2 separate regions of the Bombyx mori genome follow, and region 2 is linked to region 1. The links are chromatin contacts, called in public Hi-C maps. All regions are on one chromosome and are shown on one strand. The core of a region is the stretch at or near the end of the contact, and the rest is flanking DNA. Distances in the headings are between cores, read along the strand shown. Region 1 holds the start of E(spl)mbeta (enhancer of split mbeta). Region 2 overlaps LOC100302603 (enhancer of split mbeta-2).

Region 1 (3,182 bases), core at 671-3,170:
CATAAATCGAAAAATATATTATATAATTTTAGTAACAATATTTATTTATTTATTCTGCTGATATTTATGAGCGATGTTGACTATTTACCATCACGAAGGTCTTATGCTGCTTGTAATAGCAATTGAAAAATATAGATAAATCTAAAAATGATTGCGTATATAGAACAAAACATAAATTGAAAAAAAAAATCACAATGTTTGAAAATTTGCGTTGACATCCGATTTTTAGATCTGATATTGTGATTCATTTTTAGAATGTCTCTAAGCTAGCATGTGTTAGTCAGCAAGCAAACGCTAATTGTGTTTATAAGCACGTGTTGCTAAGTATGCAACTGTCAAACTATCACAATCGTTCGCTTGAAGGTTTCGTGAATCTCGCATAATTATTTCCGTGATGACGCATGACGTGCGGTTAATGTTTAAAGATATGCCTACCGGTTGTAAACACGTTTGGCTTTCTACGCGATTCAGAATTCAAATGTAGCGCGATAAGTAAGTAAATTGTACGTCTAGTTGTGGAAAGATTATATCATGTAAGTAGCGCGAGTCAATAGCTCCGAGATGTAAACAGGAAAGTTACTCACACGCGCGGCGCCGACTTCAGTGTCAGAGGTTCGCGGGCGCCCTTAACCTCTTTCACGGCTTATCTCGCGAGATTTGACTCGTGATTTGTTTGTTTAGTTGATTGTTGACCTGCTGCTATATTTAGACCCGACAGATTGTCCTGTCTAAATTTCAATAGCTCTGCAATTGAAAATTTCCGAAAACGATACTAATTTGTATACCTATCTATACAAAAACCTTCAATCGAAATATAAATAAGTAAATGATATTGGTTTAATGATAATTTGAATGCAGGATGTTACGAGGACGAAGTTTAATGAAATGCAGTAAATGTGGTAAAAGATAATATTTTTATTAACGTATTATTATGTATTTTGTTCACATAAATGTGAAATCTTTTAACGATAAAATATAACAATGCGAACTTATCATGGTTCGATACAACATACAACATTTCTTATACATTATCTACCTATTACTCTTTTAATATCACAAATTAACTTAGATACTAAATTTTTAATTAAAGCTTTCAAGTTTGGACTTACGAGCTAAGATTTATAACCTACGCTGACTGTGAGATCTAATTTATATTTTCACATGAAACACTAAACTTAAGGGTGGGCGGACATAAGGGCGCGAGCGACTCCGAGCGGTGCTGGAACAGATGTGACCGCGGAGCCGGGTCCGCCGGCTCCATCCGGCACCGTAGTCTACCAGGGCCGCCACACAGCCGATGCTTTGGGCAGTGAGGTGTTCATGCTGCAGTCCAATGGAGTTGCTGTCTGTAGAGGCATCGGTGACGCCGGAGGAGATGGGCTCACGTAACCAGACGATGAAGAAACAGTCGAGAGAGCAGGGCTGGGAGGGCTTGCTGGTGGAGTTTCAGTGCCAGCGGCTGCTCGCTGCATTTCGTTCAGTCTGTGCCCGAGGTGGGTCATTAGTTGAGTGCCCAACCTCACGTCCACACCAGGAATTGAAGCCAGACAGCGGGAAACTTCGTTGGCGGCGTGAGTAAATCCAGCTCTGAAGCGATCCACATCCACGGTAGGGTTGAGTGACAAGCGACGCTGGCGTCTCAGCTTGTGAAGATGGCGAACGGTCAGTTCCAAGATATCAGCTTTTTCCAATTTGGCTACATTCTCTCCTTCAGATTGTAGAGCGCTGACCATCAGCTCCTTGAGTTCGTCGAGGCAGCGGTTGATGCGAGCGCGCCTCTTGCGCTCAAGCATCGGTTTCATCACTTTGCGATATTGATAAGTGCGCGAGACTGGCTGCGGACCGTCTTCCGCGACCGAATACGCGATCTCGTATGACATGTTGAATGTATGTGTGTCGTGAGTAAGAGCGTACGTTTGCGAAGAGCGTAGAACGCGGAATGCAGTATGGCGGTCGAGCGGGGGCTTATATAGGGAGTGGAGGGCGCACGATCGTGGGAACGCTGAGAGCCGTCGAGTTCCCACACGCGCCACCTGTGCGGAGCAGCTGCCGCCGGGGCGCGGGGGGACACGCGCCGCGCGTGCGCCTCGTAAACAATCGCCGCCGCGAGCGCACGCCGCGACGCCTCACCTCCCTAATTGACGTACAGATTCGCTTGCTACCGGTCATCTAAGTGTAGCTCAGATCATTCCAGCCACGTCTAGACCTCAAACAGAACTGTGGCTGTTTAAGCAATGATGTACTTACTGTACTTTTGTTGACGAAAAACTGGTTTTATTAACAACGGTGTTCGTTTATCATTTTCGAAATTTATTTCCTATTCTTCGTTAAACATATTAGTAGCCTTTAGCAGTTTTTAAATCGCCATTAATTTATCACCGATTAATTTAATTTATAAATTTATAACTTCACAGTCTGTAAGCAAGGCCAAGGGAAACGACTCCTAATTATGTCGAAAGTAAGTGCCCACTTATTTTATCGTTCCACATGCGTTTATCAATCAACCATTTCTCCATCGAGTTAAGTTTCATTACATCACGCGTGCATTTAATTAAAGTTATATCTAATTAATACTGGGGATTTGTGTACTGTCGCAACATAATATTATCGATCGGTCGGCTTTAGAGAGAGCTGCTTTACAATGGGCCCGCGTCAATTAAACTTCGATCTGGCTACTGTTGGCGTTCATCAATCACGGATTACTCTCCGTAATAATTATTGACAGGCAACAACAGCCGCAGCGCCTTAAATGAGCCGTTGCTTAATGACTTATAGTTCAAATAGTTTTGCAACGGCCTTCTGATTGAGCTTATATTGTATTCAATAAATCAGTTATGTTTGGCTTAGTCGCGAACGTTCCATTTTATTATTTGCATATGACCACCAAAGTGACCACATTAGTCATGTCGTACAACGTCATTTGTCGATCCAGAAACCAATGATCAAATTTTAGCATGGTTATAAAATATTTATACTTATGAAACATATATATTTATGGATTTGACAAAAATGTTGGCAAACAAATATTTGTTAGCTGTATGTCATTTTGATATAATGTTTATTAGAGCACATATTACTTTACCGCTTTATGTAAAAGTCTGAAAAAAATTAAACTTGTATAATTATGTGTTAAGCCAGAAATGCGCTCCATCGTATTTCATTGAAATTCTCTTAACAAGTAG
Region 2 (2,947 bases), core at 240-2,739, 160 kb after region 1:
CGCGTCTTGGTCGTATAATTATGGAAGTAATTGCAGTACTATGTCCGTAAATATCACTGACAGCATTTACGTTCGAAGCAGTAAGGTTCAATTTCGATTATACCAAAATAATTGGGTGTTCAAGTAATAATACCATTATTGACGATAATTTCGCTGTATCGATTACAAGTCACATTGGATTGTAGATGATGGTTTAATTTATATAAAAAAAACTTTGTGCAGTACCTGTTAAATAAAAAAAAAGCTGTTGTTTATTTACGGCCATTGGTTATCTGCCGTTATAGTTTTTCTCAGTTTTGCTAATAATATTTAAGTAATAATAACTTGGCGGGAATTTTTTGAAACTACAATAGATTTTTTTTAAAAGTGCTGAGAAGCTACCTACGTCCAGCATTCGTGTTCTGTTTCTCTTCACTCGTTGAATTTTTCAAATATTTAGTGGTTTAAAATCAGCAATTAATATGAGTATGCTATGTCCAAGCTTGAATAATAAACGTGAATATAATAATATAAAAATTTACAAATTACAACACTAACAACATAACATCACAATTTAGGTTCCCGCCTAAAATGTCCGTTGAAATGTGTTTTACGAAAATAGCAAATTTTCCGCTTATTTAATCGGCTGTGCATTATATTTAATTTGATGTTTTCTTTAAACATGCCAAATAACACAATTAATAAATATATTTTGTTTACTAACAGTGGCATAGCGATCATTCTGAAACTTGGAAAAAATATTAACCTTAATTACGCCAATTTAACACCATTTTGTAAGTTCAAGGAATATTTTTTTCAAACTTATGTTTCAATATTCGGTGCTCAGAGCAAGTCATTATATGTATTACAATTTAGGGGGATTAATTAACTTGACATAGCCTTAAACGTAGACAATCGTTCATATTCCATATCAGAAAACGACTATAATAATTTACACACACAAAAAAATATATAAAAAAGATGCTCATACGTTTTCGTGACATTCAATTTAATCGCAAATCAAATAATGCCACAAGATCGTGACTCAGTATTTAAAATTCGAACCCGTTTCCCGCAAAAAAAAAAAAAAAACTCCTTGGCCCGATAACCGAGCCGCACCAAAAAAGTAAACAGTATCATTAAGCACACAAAATATGTTTTCCATTTGCACAGACGGTTCGAGTCGCTTATAATTTTGTATACGAGTGTTTACTCAGCAAGAAGTGCTGCGGATCGGCAACACCTGCCGTATTTTCCCACGAAAGCGTTCGGATGTCTTCGGGCACGCTCGGGTAACTTCGAGTGCCCTGACGTAAACGATCTATAAGATTAAAGAAAACGGTCGTTAATTATTAGACTGACAGTGTAAATTCAACTTTATTGCATACATTTAAGATATCATTTAACGAATCAAGGTATGTCTGTTACGACTTTTAACTAGGAAAATGCGAGATTATGCATGCGTGTTTATTATTATCGTCACGCGTACAAATCAGTGTGGCACGACCCTACACTATTTAATTTCAACTTACCGAAATATTCGTGAATAGTAATTGAATATTAGATCTATTTATTATTATAATATTGACACATATTATTCGATAATTTGACAAGTTTTTATATTAATAATACTTTAAATCATTTAAGTCGTTATTGATTTTGAGTTCATAAAATGCACAGAAAGTTTAGTGAATTGCTTTTAATTAGTGTTAATTTGGTGAAACGAACCATACAATTTTATAGGAATGTCGTGGAAATGTATTTTATGTAAATCTAAAACTTAATATCAATTGCCATTAAATTGTATGACGGAGCAACACTTTGAAAACAGCTTCACTGATTGGGTTGCTTAAATTTTCGTGATTTGGATTTTTTTTGCCTACATACTGCCTGCTACCTAAAGAGCTTATACTAGCTTCATTTGAACTATGTAGTTAAGGTAGTTCCGTGGGGTCGTTGCGTCCCCTTGCGGGGGCGCGGAGTGGGCCTCCGGGGGGGCATGTAACTCCCTGCCTATCGAGGCAGGAGTGATGAAATTGCTGGTATGGGCCTATATGTGCAGGTTTGAGCATCAAGTGGCATGCTGAGATGGAGGTGAGGACGGATACCTCTTCCTCTTCTTTCTTCCCTCTTCATCTCTCCATCCTCATCTTCACTCTAAACAGAAAGAGATTTTTATACTTTTTTTTTGGTCAGGAGGAAATTGTCGGACTTCCGCCCTCCACTAGGGATGGCGGGCGGGGCATAACAGAGTCGAACCGACTAAAAACCTCCTGTCGCTCAACGATCCACGTCTGAACCTCGCATGAGACAGAACTAATGAAAAATCAAAGGGGGGAAAGTGAAGCGTTTAGTTCGGAGCACATCTCCCCCATCACCTTCTCCTCTTTTTTTAAACCACAATTAGTATTTCATGAGGTTTCAGATAGGATACAGATACCGGTTAAGTACTCTATTTTAAGATTTTTAATAGTAGATACATTTATTGAATTGTAAAACGAAAATTGTATTTACCACATCTCATCTTAAATATCGCCAGATAATATCATATCATAAAGTTACAATATTATCTAGATACGTTTTAATTTACAATCATTAAATTATTGTAAACGGTTAATAGTTCTAAAAACAAAAAAACGCCCGAGGTACTTTTTCGCATCAGATAGCCACACCAAAAAAAAAAAAAACTTGCATCAGCTTATTTCAAGATCTCGAGGCAGTAATGAAGATCAATTTAAAAAAAAAAACGCGCGCACACACACACAAAACAATGAAGTTAATGTGATATTTATAAAACAAAAGTACGATCCGTTATGATAAATAAATAAATAAAAAGCGCTTGAATTGAAAAATGTTTACTGTCGTCCGACCAGCTCGCCTTGTGGACTGAAATAAACGGCCATTAAATAAATAAAATGACGGTAACCGTTACTATTAACGGTGGTATTACGGTGAGCGTTCCCGCTGC

What was found. A called contact is a pair of places that touch in the nucleus more often than the background predicts.
Region 2: a contact with region 1 is called in a Hi-C map of whole pupa, with 1.9 times the contacts expected there. The contact joins the enhancer-like site here to the promoter of E(spl)mbeta in region 1. A contact is called at or near these places in 2 of 7 Hi-C or Micro-C datasets (middle silk gland and whole pupa).

What each region holds. Positions count from the first base shown.
Region 1 is chr3:10,071,509-10,074,690 of ASM3026992v2, forward strand. E(spl)mbeta (enhancer of split mbeta) reads right to left here and starts at 1,921. Exons shown (of 1, transcript NM_001170995.1): 1 at 897-1,921. The coding sequence starts at 1,880. The coding sequence ends at 1,275. All of the region lies in intron 1 of LOC100302603 (enhancer of split mbeta-2), which reads left to right.
Region 2 is chr3:10,235,187-10,238,133 of ASM3026992v2, forward strand. The region is part of intron 1 of LOC100302603 (enhancer of split mbeta-2); the gene reads left to right. It overlaps LOC134201507 (a long non-coding RNA gene), which reads right to left. Exons shown (of 4, transcript XR_009976843.1): 3 at 2,088-2,136; 4 at 1-1,300. Among protein-coding and RNA genes, the nearest start is that of LOC101741933, 12 kb to the left of the region's middle. Within about 2 kb of position 1,490, at least 6 of the 8 cell types and tissues checked have open chromatin away from gene starts, as enhancers often do.